Regions from separate parts of the Mus musculus genome. Here regions 1 and 3 are each linked to region 2. A link is a contact called in public promoter capture Hi-C data. All regions are on one chromosome and are shown on one strand. Each heading gives the region's core, a stretch centred on a gene start, on an enhancer-like site or on the middle of the called end of the contact. The rest is flanking DNA. Distances are from core to core; before and after follow the strand shown.

What was found. Capture Hi-C pulls out chosen DNA fragments and counts their contacts.
Region 1: a contact with region 2 is called in a promoter capture Hi-C map of liver. The contact joins the promoter of Ybx2 here to the promoter of Asgr2 in region 2. A contact is called at or near these places in 4 of 39 promoter capture datasets (embryonic stem cells, macrophages and stem cell-derived epiblast-like cells), 1 of 15 datasets of contacts at CTCF or cohesin (embryonic stem cells), 6 of 484 Hi-C or Micro-C datasets (the Ba/F3 cell line, embryonic stem cells and rod photoreceptor), 3 of 115 datasets of contacts at active chromatin or transcription factors (embryonic stem cells, memory CD8 T cells and pancreatic cancer cells) and 2 of 9 other capture datasets (adipose tissue and liver).
Region 3: a promoter capture Hi-C map of adipose tissue shows a contact between it and region 2. The contact joins the promoter of Slc16a13 here to the promoter of Asgr2 in region 2. A contact is called at or near these places in 17 of 39 promoter capture datasets (the C10 cell line, the HPC-7 cell line, HPC-7-derived erythroid cells and 10 more), 3 of 484 Hi-C or Micro-C datasets (bone marrow-derived macrophages, embryonic fibroblasts and nephron progenitors), 15 of 115 datasets of contacts at active chromatin or transcription factors (bone marrow-derived macrophages, craniofacial prominence, embryonic forebrain and 10 more) and 4 of 9 other capture datasets (adipose tissue, liver, macrophages and 1 more).

What each region holds. Positions count from the first base shown.
Region 1 is chr11:69,934,368-69,938,486 of GRCm38.p6, forward strand. It overlaps Ybx2 (Y box protein 2), which reads left to right and starts at 1,532. Exons shown (of 9, transcript NM_016875.3): 1 at 1,532-1,881; 2 at 2,530-2,593; 3 at 3,975-4,008. The coding sequence starts at 1,608.
Region 2 is chr11:70,091,071-70,095,626 of GRCm38.p6, forward strand. Asgr2 (asialoglycoprotein receptor 2) reads left to right here and starts at 1,574. Exons shown (of 9, transcript NM_007493.3): 1 at 1,574-1,720; 2 at 1,986-2,123. The coding sequence starts at 2,000. It overlaps Gm32946 (a long non-coding RNA gene), which reads left to right. Exons shown (of 4, transcript XR_879978.1): 4 at 1-195.
Region 3 is chr11:70,218,752-70,223,366 of GRCm38.p6, forward strand. Slc16a13 (solute carrier family 16 (monocarboxylic acid transporters), member 13) reads right to left here and starts at 2,243. Exons shown (of 4, transcript NM_172371.3): 1 at 1,728-2,243; 2 at 1,444-1,587; 3 at 1-579. The coding sequence starts at 1,926.

The DNA.
Region 1 (4,119 bases), core at 282-2,781, 160 kb before region 2:
TCCGCGTAGCGGGCACCGCCAGAGCTCACTTGGGGAGCGCGGACAAACTCAGCGGCTCACTCGTGCTACTCCCAGTGGGATAAATATGATCTCTGTTTAGTGTCGCCCATGTCCTCTCATGTGAAGGAGGCGGCCCTCGGAAAGAGTGACTTAGAGCCGTCTGCAGATTGGGAACCAACACTTATTCTGATCGGTGATGCGTTGTTCCAGGTGCTGAGACAAAAGAGTTACTGCTGTGGCGTTTACTGCCTAATGTGTGTTCAGAACATTAAAGGAAATAAAGGGTCAAAACCATTTCATATTTTTTAAAAAGTCACGATAAGATAGGTTAGTTGATACTTGAAGAGACACTCCTCCCACCCCCGGCCACGAGACGCAAAGATAGCAAGTTTTAAGCAAACAGCTTATACAAAGCTGGTCCTGCAATCCTGAACCTAAGAAAATCTGAAGTACTTGATGGGAGACACCAGAACTGCGGCAAGAGGGTCAGGAGGCCAGAGAAGGCTTAAAAGGACTTTCCTGGAGCAAAAATAACGAACTTTAGTTTGTTTAACACATGAGCTCTACCTGGCCTCAACTAGTGAATCTTCCTTCCTTGGCTTTCAGAGTGCTGGAATTACAGGTGCTATCTACCATACATAACCTATAAAGAAGGTATCTTAGGGTGTTGGCTACATGTATGGATATTTTATTAAAACTAAGAAAAGAGCTGCGCTTTGTTCTAAATCTGTAAATGTTGCTTTGTTTCTTTTTTTCTCATTTCTTGAGACATTGCCTCTCAGTGTAGCCCAAACTGTCCTGGAACTCACTATATGATCCAAGCTGACTTCGAACTCAGTAAGGCTGCACTGGGGAGGCGAAAGCAAGAGGATCAGGAGCTCAAGGCCAGGCTGTGCTACACAGACCTTGTTTCAAAACATAAAAACGAGAGGTTTCTGCTTGTGACAGCCACTGTGCCTGCCCTGGAGTGTGCGTGGACGTTCTGTGTGGGAAGGTACCCAGGGCGGTAGTGGGTGGAGAGTTCGGGCACCGACCGTCTGAAGAGTGGAGGTCAGCGGGCCCCCCTCACTGCAGAACCGCGGCTGCCGGCCGCTACCCCCACCCGGGTCGTCAGGGGCAACCTTGGAGGCTCGCCCCGGCCCCGCCTTGCGCACAGAAACCAGGTGGCCGTTGAGGCGCCACCAGCCGGTTTGATTTCCCGCGGCCGGTGGAAAGGGGCGGAGGGGGAGGGGAAATGAGCCATTAGCCAATGGGCTGGGCCGAGGGCATCACGTGGCGGCGGGGAGGTGGGGCTCAGGTGTACTTACGGAGTTGCGGGAGGGGGCCGCAGCTTTAGAGCGGAGTCCGGGAGGCGGGGCTGGCGTGCGGGCCTGGGGGGCTGCGCGGCTACGATTGGCCGGCGGCCGGGAGGCGGGACCTGAGCGCGCCGCTTCAGCCGACTGCGATTGGCCTCGGCTCAGGGCCCGCGGCAGGCGTGCGGGCGAGGCTCGGGGCGCGAGGACCGAGCCGGGTGGCCGGTCCGCGAGCCGGGGGGAGGGGCCGGGGTGGTGGTGGTGGCAGCGGCGGAGGAGGCGGTGGCGGCGGGGGCCGGTACTGGACCCGGCGGGATGAGCGAGGCGGAGGCGTCAGTGGTGGCGACAGCGGCCCCCGCGGCGACGGTGCCCGCGACGGCGGCGGGGGTGGTAGCGGTGGTGGTACCGGTGCCCGCGGGAGAGCCGCAGAAAGCAGGCGGCGGGGCGGGCGGCGGGGGCGGAGCCGCCTCTGGCCCCGCTGCTGGGACCCCCTCAGCGCCCGGCCCTCGCACCCCTGGCAACCAGGCGACGGCGGCCTCGGGGACTCCCGCGCCCCCGGCCCGGAGTCAGGCGGACAAGCCGGTGCTGGGTGAGGGGGGGGCACGCGCTAGGGCGGCTCTCAGGGTCGGCGGGCTGGGGGAGGGGCAGCGGGGTCTGGAAAGCCGAAGGTAGGCCTGGCCCGAAGGACTAATCATAACTAGTCCCGGAGCTGCCGAATAAACTATTAGTGGATTCCGCTGGAGGGAAATCTTGCCGCACCTTCATGAGCCGGAGGGCGGGGCAGGCAGGTTCAGCTAAGGCTTTGGGTAGGAAAATAAAAACCTCCGGGTCTGGCCACACCCCTGTTTGCGGGATACTTGGTGTAGTTGACTCCGGTTCTTGTTAGGTAAACCTCTGAGCTTGGGAGGCAGGTGGATGGGGTCTCTTAAATTTAGGAGGGCTAGAACGGCTGTTGAGTTTTGACCCTGAGGGTGGACCAGGTGAGTACCCGGTTCTAGGTGAAAGACCTGAACTCCGTAGGATGTGAGGAACGTGGGTTTGAGAGCCTGAAACCCCCCTGTGTGTTTTTCCACTTAGAAAGAGGGTTAAGAGTACTTTGACACTTCCAGCGAAGTCTGGTTGACTCGCAGCTTATTAGGGAGGCAGGTTAGGTTTTAGCTTAGTTTTCTCTCAAAACTCAGCCCAACTCCCGTCTCTTCCCCCATCTTACTATCCCCACTGCATCTCTGCCTGGCAGCAATCCAAGTCCTGGGCACAGTCAAATGGTTCAACGTCCGGAATGGTTACGGATTCATCAACAGGTATCCGAGGAACCCAGGGAGGGGGAGGAACGGGTGTCTTTTTCCGAACTGACCTGTGGGATTGGACACCTTATTTCATCTCTACCCCTGCCAAGGCACATGGTTGTGATGTCCAGCTGAGGCTAGTTGAAAGTCTTTAACCACAACACAAATGTATGCTTACTGGCAAGGAGAGGCTGCACCCACATCTTCAAGGGCAGCAGAGGCTTAATGATCCAGGAACTTGGCAAACCTGCCCCTGACCTTCCCAGCTCTTCTGTCTCACCTTCTGGAGTTGCTGCATTATTTTTAGCATGCTGTGTGCCTTTGGGGTAGAATGTTTGGGGCTCCTGGTTGGAGTCCTCACTGATTTCCTGGTTTAGGGCAACACTACTGGCACCCTCACAACTTCTATCCCTTAAAGAGCTGTGGCTCATTTGAACCACGCACCACCCACCCCTAAAGGATAGAACTGAAGCTGGTGTGTGCGGAGCAAGAGAGCGCCTGCCCAGGCTGAGAAGGCTTTGCTTCAGCTGCAGCCCCACCCCTTCCAAGCTCTGGGAAAGGCTGGAGCAGATTCTGACCTAGTAGAGCCAGCACCCCCCCCACACACCCCACCCCCCGCCCCCTACTCTGGCCTTCCCCTGCTCAGGCACCCTGCCCAGCCAAGCCCTCCTGGGAGCCTCAGTTCCCTCTTTACAGGCTGACCTTTGTGCAGATCCAAGTTCTTTAAAACTAGAACATTTGTTCTAGGGATGGCAGCTTCCTGCAAGGAGTCCTCCTCTCCCCTGTCCTGGGACTAAACCAGAGTCATAGGCAAGGTGGTGACAGAGACTGAGAGTATGTCCTTTCGCCCTTGTTCAGCTTGTGTGGAGAGCTTGTGGTTCTCTAGGCTAAGGGCGGCTAAGGCTTTGTGTCTGGTTGCAGAATGCTCCTAATGTCGTGTTCTCTTCTCACAGTTGTATACCCCTGTCCCTGTCCCTGCTTTCTCCCTCCTTGAACATAGAAGGAAGGAGCCTGTGGAATTTTCCAACCCCAACAGGGGTTGGAGGGAGAAGGGGACATTGGCCAGGGACGGTTGGACCTGGCACCAGCAGGTTCTGAGGTGCCTCTGGGGTAGAAGGTGACGCTGTCCTGGCTCCTTCAAGGTGCCTTTACCACCACCTCCTACCTTTTCTTAGGAAGTCCACGCCCCTCACTGTGGATTTACAGTGGGCCTCTCTTTGTACCAGCTTTTAGAGCCCTGGTGGCTTGCTGTTCTTGCTCCCAGGGTCCCATCATGCCCCCAGGAACTGGGGTAGTGGAGAGGCTGGGCCCATCTTGGGGATGGGCAGCTAGGGAGGCCTCGGTGGAACTGAGTGCCTTGCCCATCACCCCCTTAACAACCCATCCTGTTCTGCAGGAATGACACCAAGGAGGATGTCTTTGTTCACCAGGTAAGAGCTAGGCTGCCTTTCTGAGGGGAGGCTTCTCCCTCTCTGGAAGCCTTTGCCATAACCCTAGCTGCACACAATGTATTTCTCTGGCTCCTCACAGTAGCCTGCCTA
Region 2 (4,556 bases), core at 324-2,823:
GTGATGTGCTGTGAGGGTTAAATGAGAAAACCTTATTTATATAGATAATGTGTGTGTGTGCATGCGTGTGTGTGTGTGTGTGTGTGCGTGCACGCGTGAGCACTCATGGGCATACATTTGTGCAGAGTATGTGCATCAGTGCCAGTGTGTGTGGAGGCAGGAGGTTGATTTTTAGTATTTTTCTCTATTACTCTCTACTTTCTTTTTCTTTCTTTCTTTCTTTCTTTCTTTCTTTCTTTCTTTCTTTCTTTCTTCCTTCCTTCCTTCCTTCCTTTTTTTTTTTTTTTTTTTGGCAGAGTCTCTCTGAACCCAGTTTATTGTTTGGCCACACTGGTCCCACGGATCTGCCCTTCTCTGTCCCTTCTGCAGTGTGCTGGCAATATAGGTGTGTGCTGCTGTGCCTGGTTCATATACAGGAGCTGGGTTACAAACGCAAGACCTCATGCTTGTGAAAGAGCCCTTTACCCACCGAGTCATCTTCCCAGCCTTTGTAGATCCTGTGTAGCACTCGCAGGGCATGAAGAGGGGTGTTTGTGTCCCTGGACTGAGTGTGGTGCTGGGGTTATGACTTCCATATTTTGAAGAACTTCTGCACTGAAGTGTGGAGGTAGAGAGCCACAGCTGAGCAATGTTCAGAGAGTGACAGGCTTGGAGTGCTCCCTTGGTCCTAAGTGGGATCTCTTCATCAGACCCCTCCCCATTAAAAGGAGGGAGTGGACTATGGGTCCCAGTCCTAACCAAGAAACTATTTGTGGTTCAAATCCATTGGCAAAAGAAAATCAGTTTTCTACAATGGAGCATCATGGGGTATACCCACCATACTCCAGGACCAGGAGTAATTTGTCAACTCAAAAGAAACGTCATTGTGGTGTTTGTTATTGTTGTTGTTTTTATGGGTTTTTTTTTTTTTTGGTCTTATTGGTCTTTGGCTTGTTTGTTTTGATAGTCTTTCTTTCTTTGGAGAGAACATAAAGCGGTGTGTGTGTGGGTTGGGGGATGAGGAGGGTCTGGGGGAGGACTGAAGGAGTGTGACTGAGTGGGGCTGGAGTGCGCTGGAGTGCGGGAGCCTGGTGCTGAGCGTATAGGAAGCTGTGGCTGTGGCTGGTTGCCAGGGTCACAGGCTCAGATTGGGCAAGAACAGGGAACTGATCTCTAGGTCACTCTACTCCTGGTCAGAGATATTTGAAGAAATCAACAGTTCTGGAAAATAAAAGAGGCAGGAACTGAAACAGGGGAGGGAGGGAGGGATAGAGAGGAAACAGCAGACTGGATCCTGGCCCCTCCACACCTGCACCCCTGCTCCCCTTCTGACATTGTGCAATGAAGGGAGAGATGATGTGTGTTTGTGTGTGTGTGTGTGCGCGCGCATGTGTGCACATGTGCACGTGTGTACATACAAGGATACCGCACATACAAGGAGACCTCCTGTCTCCCTTCTCTGGTTATGAGAACAGAAACATGTCCCCCACCCCCACTGCTCACTGCCTGAGTTCCAACTGCGTTTCTGTTTCTATTTACTGTCCAAAGTCCCAGGGGCAGGAGGTGACTGGTTAGATGGACATTCAGGCACAGGGACCCAGCTCTTGCCTAGATTGGCCCCTCCTCCCTCTCACCTAGCTCCACTAGCACCACCTGTCCCGTCTCCCAGGTTTAGCCCCTCTTTCTCTTTGGGCTCAGGCTGTCTCCGAAAGCCAGAGTCAGCTCTCTATACCTTTAACAGGTAACTGAGGTAGTGGGAGGCAGGTGGTACTGGGTTCAGGGACTCTGGGTGGAGGGATGAGAGCATATAGTCTGGTCCATGAGAATATGGAAGGAAGGCTGCAGAGCCAGGTCACCTCTTGGGAAGGAAGGAGCCTGCAGTATTTCAAGTCTTTCCCTGTCAGCTACCCACGTCCCCTCGGTCCTTCCACAGGGATTCCAGTCTTAGCACAAACCCAAGTTCCATCTCTAAGGAAATCTCAGCTCAGTCTCAGATCTGTCTCCAGCCCTTAGGGCCATCATGGAGAAGGACTGTCAAGACATCCAGCAGCTGGACTCTGAGGAGAATGACCATCAGCTCAGTGGCGATGATGAACATGGCTCTCATGTGCAGGATCCTAGGATAGAAAATCCACACTGGAAAGGCAAGTGTCCAGTTTCTGGGGCCTCTCTGGGATCCTTGCCTCAGCTGCCAGTTCCTCTCTCTTTTTCTGTGAGGACTCTCTCATCCTGACTCAGTGACCAGTGTGCTCCCGAGTCTGTCCTACTCAGGGTTATTACTGCTGCGATGAGCAAAGTGACTTGAAGAGGAAAGGGCTTATTTGCCTTATGCTTCGTCATCATCGAAGTTCATCATCAAAGGGATCCAGGACAGGAACTCACACAGGGCAGGATCCTGGGGGCAGGAGCTGATACAGAGGTTATGGAGGGGTGCTGCTTACTGGCTTGCTCCTCATAGCTGGCTCAGCCTGTTTTATTATAGAACCCAGGACCACTAGCCCAGAGAGAGCACCACCCACAATGGGCTGGGCCTTTCCCCACTAATCACCTCATAAGAAAATGCCCTACAGGCTTGGTTACAGCCAAATACTATGGAGGCATTTCCTAACTTGAGGCCTCCTCCTCTCTGATGACACTAGCTTGTGTCAAGTTGACATAAAACTAGCCAACACAGTGACCTACATGTGAGCTGCTGATACCTCTGAGTGCAGGGTCCCAAGAAAAGTGTGTATGCTTAGAAGTGAGGGGGTATCTGAGAGGATGAGCCTCCCCCGAGACTGCACTGTGCATGTGTATATATGCGTGTACATGTGTGCATGTGCGTGCATGTATGTACATGTCTGTATCTAGGATGAATGCAGAGCCACAGACTGTGTTAAGGCGATGAGCTGAGTGTGTGAATGAGCACAGAGATCCTGGGTGATTTCCATTTGTATCCTGCCTGAATCTTCTTGCACATTTTGAACACAGGCCCCACATAATTGCAAAAAGGTTTTAGGGTAAGAGAGATCCTGCCCTGGGCAGGCTACCCAGTGTGTTCCAGATGATGTAGTTTCATCTCAGAAGAAACTTGGGACTTCTTTTGTTGTTATTTTAAGACAGGGTTTCTCACTTTGTAGCTCAGGCTTCCTGGAACTCACCCTATAGCCTTGGAATCTCAAGTAGCCTCCCTATTTTAGCCTCAGGAGTGTTGGGATCACAGCTGCGCGTTACCACGCCCAGGCAACGTGGGACTTACATCTCTGTCACATTGCTAATGTTTTACCTGTGTGTGGTCCAGTCACAGCATCTGTGTCAGCATCCTGCCTGTGCTAGCATCAGTGTCACTTCTGAGTCCTGTTCGAAAGATCCTGGGATCTCATTTTGATAGGTTCATTTATTGCTTATTTATTTGTGATACTGCCATTGGAACCCAGGGCCTTGCACATACAGGCAAGAATTGAATCACTGAACCCCCTGTCTGTTTTCTCAGTCTATTCATCTCCCTAGTTTGACTTGTGTTTTCCTACTCTATTGTGTCTTGTGACCAACAATTGGACACTGAGCACTGTGAGTTCTGTGTTGCTGGGTGCTGGGTGCTGGGTGCTGGGTGCTTTTGTATTCTGGTGAGTATTTAGTTTCCTGGGATGCAGGAAAGTGGTGTAGGATCTGACTCCTTATGCCCTAACTGTCTTGGTTTCAGGCTTTCAGGCTGTCTCCTCAACTTGGGGAGTCTATTAGACCCTGTCCCAATTTCTCCTCTCTGCTCAGGGGCCTGAAAAGTTTCTCTAGGCAGTGAATAGTGAGCTGGGCAATTTGAGGACTCATTCATTTTCCTGGCTTTCAGGGATTAATGCTCTTCACAGCCTGATGTTCAGTGTCTTAAAAATTGATGTTTAATATGTACATGTATATGTGTATATGTATGCGTGTATATATATGTGTGTATTCATGTATATGTATGTATATATGAATGTGTATGTATGTATGTGTATATGCATGTGTTTATATATGTATGTGTATATATGTATGTGTGTATACATATATGCATATGTATGTATACATGTATGTGTATGTATGTATATGTGTATGCATGTGTGTGTGTTCTAATTATTTTTTTTCTGAAATAAGAAATAAGTCTGACAGCTTCTGTTTTGTCTTGAGTAGAGCATTTCAAACCTGCCTACACAGTACTTCTGTTTTAATCAATAATTCCCAGAACAGCTGAGTCAGGCAGCTACTTTTTGTCATTGCATCTTATACATGAGGAAAATGGGCTCGCTAGGAGACTGAATGATGCCAGGCCTAACTGGTGGCTCAGCTGGTGGCTTTCTCCTGGGCTGACAGTGTAGGGGCTTCATAGGCCACAGGTTAGCTGGGAATCATGACGAGGGTCTCCTGTATGAACAGTACTAGCAGAAGCAGTCAGGAGTTAAGTTGTGGATTTCCAGCTGGGGAGATGGGTCAGAAAGTGCTTCTAGTTGGAATATATTCTGTACCTTCCCGTGATGCTAAAACAGAATGCATCTGACTAGGAAACTTATACCAGGGACGTACTGGAGCATGGTTCTTGAGTCTAGGAAGCCCAGAACAGAGGG
Region 3 (4,615 bases), core at 993-3,492, 130 kb after region 2:
CCAGGGTTGAGGAAGCCTGAGCAACAGGAAACAGGGCTAGTGACACCCCAGTCAGGGTGGTCCAGAGCATCAGAAGCCTGGCCACAGGCCCTGGGACTGCATCTCCCAGCCAACCAGATGCCACGCGCCCCACGAGGTCAGAAACAGCAGCCACTGAAAGTAGGAAGGCCGCAGGCAGTGGGTCCCAGCCCAGGTCCTGCAGATGGGCCACCAGGTGGACGTATGGAATGAAGAAGCCAGTGTTGATCAGGGTGAGGGCAGCAGTGTATCGGAGGAAGGGACCATGGCGGAGGAGAGAGGTGATCTGGGCCCCAGGGCCACCCACAGCAGCGTCTTCAGTCAGGGAGAGTGGGCGGAGGAGAGCACCACAGGCCATCAGGTGTAGTGAGAGGGCAGACACTAGCAAGAGGGCCCCTCTCCAGGCATAGTTGTTGATCAGCCACTGGAAGAGGGGGGCAAATGCAAAAGAGGAGATGCCCACTCCAGTCAGGGCCAGCCCCATGGCCAGAGATCGACGCTGAGAGAAGTAACGGGAAAGGCAGGCCATGGTCGGAGTGAAGGTCAGGGCCCAGCCAGAGCCTGTCAAAAGGAGAACAAGGCGGGAGGCTGTGGGCTTTGGAGGTGCTCAGAACACCCAGTAATCCCAGCACAACCTTGGAGCAGACTAGCCCCTGCTTTGCACGCCCACAGACCTGGGTGTTCACAGTGCTGGGTTTTAACACTTTCTAGCTGTGTGACTTTGTGTGTTCTGCTTACTCTCCCAGGCTCAACCACCTCATCTGCAAAATGGGGTTAACACACCTTATAACAGTGGGTCCTGACCTTCCTAATGTTTTGACTCTTCAATACATGTTGTGGTGACCCTCCTCCCCCAAACCAGAAGATTATTTTCATTACTACTTCCTAACTGTATTTTTTCTACTGTTACGAATCGTAATGAAAATATCTGAAGTCAGAGCATCTGCTATGTGACCACCCCCCCCCCCCATGAAAGAATTGAGCAACTCTCCCAACGGGATCGCTACCTACGTGTTGAGAACCGCTGCTCTATGGGATCTGGGAAGACAAAAGATAGTGTTCCTAAAGTACCTAACACAGAACTTTGGAATAAGAGCCCCATCTCTACTGTTTTTGGCTACATTAATCTTCCATTGCCCGGGTATGTAAGCATCGAAAGCGTCACTATTAATTTTTTAAGTAAGCAATGATATCTATTTCGGTCTCTACCTAGCGCAATCTTAATAACAACCTCCCTTCTACCCTCCAGTCCGATGGGTTTGGGCTTGTGTTTTCTGGATTATCTCTGACTTAGTCATTCAGTTTAAGAATTCCCTTCAGGGCATAGGTTCTCCCTGAGCCTTTTTGGAAAGAGGTGGAAGAAGGTGAAAAACCCAGAAGCTTGAGATACAGGCCTTAGACTTCTGCCCTTGCCCAGGGTCTCACCTGACAGCAGCCCAATACTCAGGTATAGGTGGGTCAAGGAGGTAGCAAATGAAGCAAGCAGCATCCCCAGCGCAGCCAAGATGCCCCCAGTCATCACCACAGGCCTGGGCCCCAGCTTCGTGCTCAGGGCACTGCCTATTGGGCCTAGGGAATTGGAATGGGTTCTGCGAGGTGGTCTCCGCCACCCTCCCTCAGCATCCTCCCGACCCTTTCCCCTTTCTGGTCCCCAAATTCCCTCTTTTCTCCGAGGGTGGCAGGCCACCGCACCCGGACGCCGCACTCACTCCCAAACTGCTGCACCGCGATCCCTATGGAAGCGATCCAGGAGACTCTGGCTGCCTGCTCCTCAAACGCCGCCACAAATTCCACGAAGAAGACACCGAAGGAACGGAGTACCCCAAACACGAGCGCCGACTGGAAGAACGCTGAGAGCACCACCATCCATCCCCAGCCCCCGTCGGGGGGCTCAGCCCTGCGCACCATTCCGAAAGGAACAAAGGGGCAACTCCTAAGAGCCCCTGCCTGATCTGGGCTTTAAATCGCTCACTTTGGCCCTCCCACCTACCCTGCAGGACGCTCAGCGCTAAGCTGGGGCTGGTAGCTAGGAAGTTACTGATAAAGCATGTGGCGCCTGCGCCTTTCCCCAAGAGGAAGGAGGCCCTATAAACCGGGACCTGCCACCGACACAGGGCCGGGTTAGACCGCAGCTGAGATCCAGACTCCAGCCAGATGATTTCTTTAGTGGTCAGAAAATAAAACCAGGTTCGGGCCACAACCCTAACGAGAGGTAGTCTGGTTGTGGATTATGTTATCTTTGAGGATTTAACACCTGCCTAAGTGGGCCAACATCCAACACTTGGTTCGCCAATTAGGATGCAGGTCTCCAGAGCAGGGGGTGGATCTGGAGGGGCTGGGCGGGGTTTACAGCATTGTTCAGGACCTGCAGTGAGAGAGGGGCGCATGCGTAGGGAGGGGCATGAGGAAGATAGGTCCCACGTGACAAGGGACCTAACCCTGAGGGTTCTGCGGTTCTGCAATCACATTTCCAGACTTGCATCAAAGGGCTGGTTGTGGATAAACTGGTCCTGGCCAGGCAGAAACTCACTTGCTTAGTGAGGGATCCAAAAATTGCCATGCAGCGTGGGTATGAAGGGACAGGTTATGAGGTAAGAGTCAAACTGACAGAGCACCTGGGACGACTAGAAAAGCCCTGAAAATTCTAGACGGCTGAGCCGAGGGCGGCGGAGGAAGAGGGAAGACAGGAACGCGCAGACTGTGATCCTAGCTGCTCGGGAGGCAGAGGCAAGCTCATGGTCAACGTGGGCAATTTAGCTAGACTCCGTCTCAATTTTGTTTTTCTTTGTGTTTTTGTTTTTTACATAATTAAAAGGGGGGTTACAGGACCCATTGAACTGGTCCTGGTTCAATTCCCAGTATTGCTGTTATAAAGCGGGGAGGCGGGGAACGAGGACCGGTGACGACCCGGAGTCCTGGCATTCGTTTCTGTAATGAGAATTATTTTCCTGCCGTTTCCGACCCCACTAGCAGGAAACTAGCAGGTCACTGAGACCAAAAATAACTGAGAAGAGGAAGGGCGGCTGTCACACCACCAGAGTCCCCCATTACCACCTACTTTTTCCTCAGCAGTGCTGGAAGCTTTCTCTTAGCCTTCTAGTACTGGCCACTTCCTAACCAGTTGTTTTGTTTTTTATCTTATGCTGAACACCTTGAGAGAGGCAAGCTATGACCCTGGTCTCTGGAGCAGTCAGCCTCTTATCTAACCAGAGCTCTAGAGGCACTGCCCCCTCACCTCCTGAGAGCAAAGACTTGGGCTTTTCTTTTATGGTACCTCAGGCTCCCCAGGACTCTGACCTTTGAAACCTTGGGCTGGGAATTCATATGCAGAACAATGGGGAAAGAGGCAAACGAGAGGGGGATGGTATAAGAAGTTATGCTTTTAAGAAATCACACTGTAGGGGCTGGAGGGATGGCTCAGCAGTTAAGAGCACTTGCTGTTGTTCTTTCAGAGGAACAAGGTTCAGGTCTTGTCAGCTCCCGCACTGTTCCAGGGGATCTGACACCTTCTTCTGGCCTCCACAGGCATGTACCCATCTGGGTCACTTAAATACATGTAGGCAAAACACTACACATAAGGCCTGTCTGCAACCCCAGCTATTGAGACCGGGCTAAGAGGGTAGCAAGCTTAAGGCATGCTGGGACTTCAGACTGAGGTAAAGGCTAATCTGGGCAATTTAGTGAGATCCGATCTTAAGGAACTTGGCTGTGTTGGCATGTTCCTGTTACTCTGGTGCTTAGGAGGCAGAGTCGAGTTTGAAACCAGCCTGAGCTACATACAAGACTGCCTCAGAAGCCCAAAGAGGGGCTAGAGCGATGGCAGAGCAGGCGAAGCAGAGCTGATGCCTCGAGTTCAATCCCTGAAACTCCCTGGAGAGTGGAGAGTGACTTCATAGAGTTGTCCTCTCACCTCCACACGTACACACGCCACACATGCATGCACAGCAATAAATTAGGTAATTAGATATATACAATGAAAAGCTCCCGCTGGTCATGGTGGCACACACCTTTAATCCCAGCACTCGGGAGGCAGAGGCAGGTGGATTTCTGAGTTCAAGACCAGCCTGGTCTACAAAGTGAGTTCCAGGACAGCCAGGGCTACACAGAGAAACCCTGTCTCGAAAAAAAAAAAAAGTAAGCTCCCCTCCCTAAACCCAAGGGGGCTTGGGCTCTCCTGGAAGTCCCTGAGTTCAATCCCTTGCACAAGCAGAACCAAACCAAACCATGGTACATTTCTCAGTTGCATATATGGAAAATAAAATGCCGAAATTCTTTGGGTCTACAGTTTTGTTATAAGCAGACTCATAATAGGGATATGGCAGTGGTATAGAAAATAGTTGAATCTCAACAGAGCCCAGTCTTTACATCTTTAAAATCAGATCACAGTCCCAATATTTATTTTACTACTTTTTACATGGTCAAGATCCTTAACTTCTCAATTGGTGTCATCTGTGAACTGAAGAGAACACTCCCTACTTTTTAGAGCTGCCAGGGATTAAATTAGTAAGTTTGTGCATTTAACATAGGATAAGTAATTATAGCTGATATTATTTTTGATAGGGGTTAGACTGTATTGGAAGGTGACAGAAACTTCTGC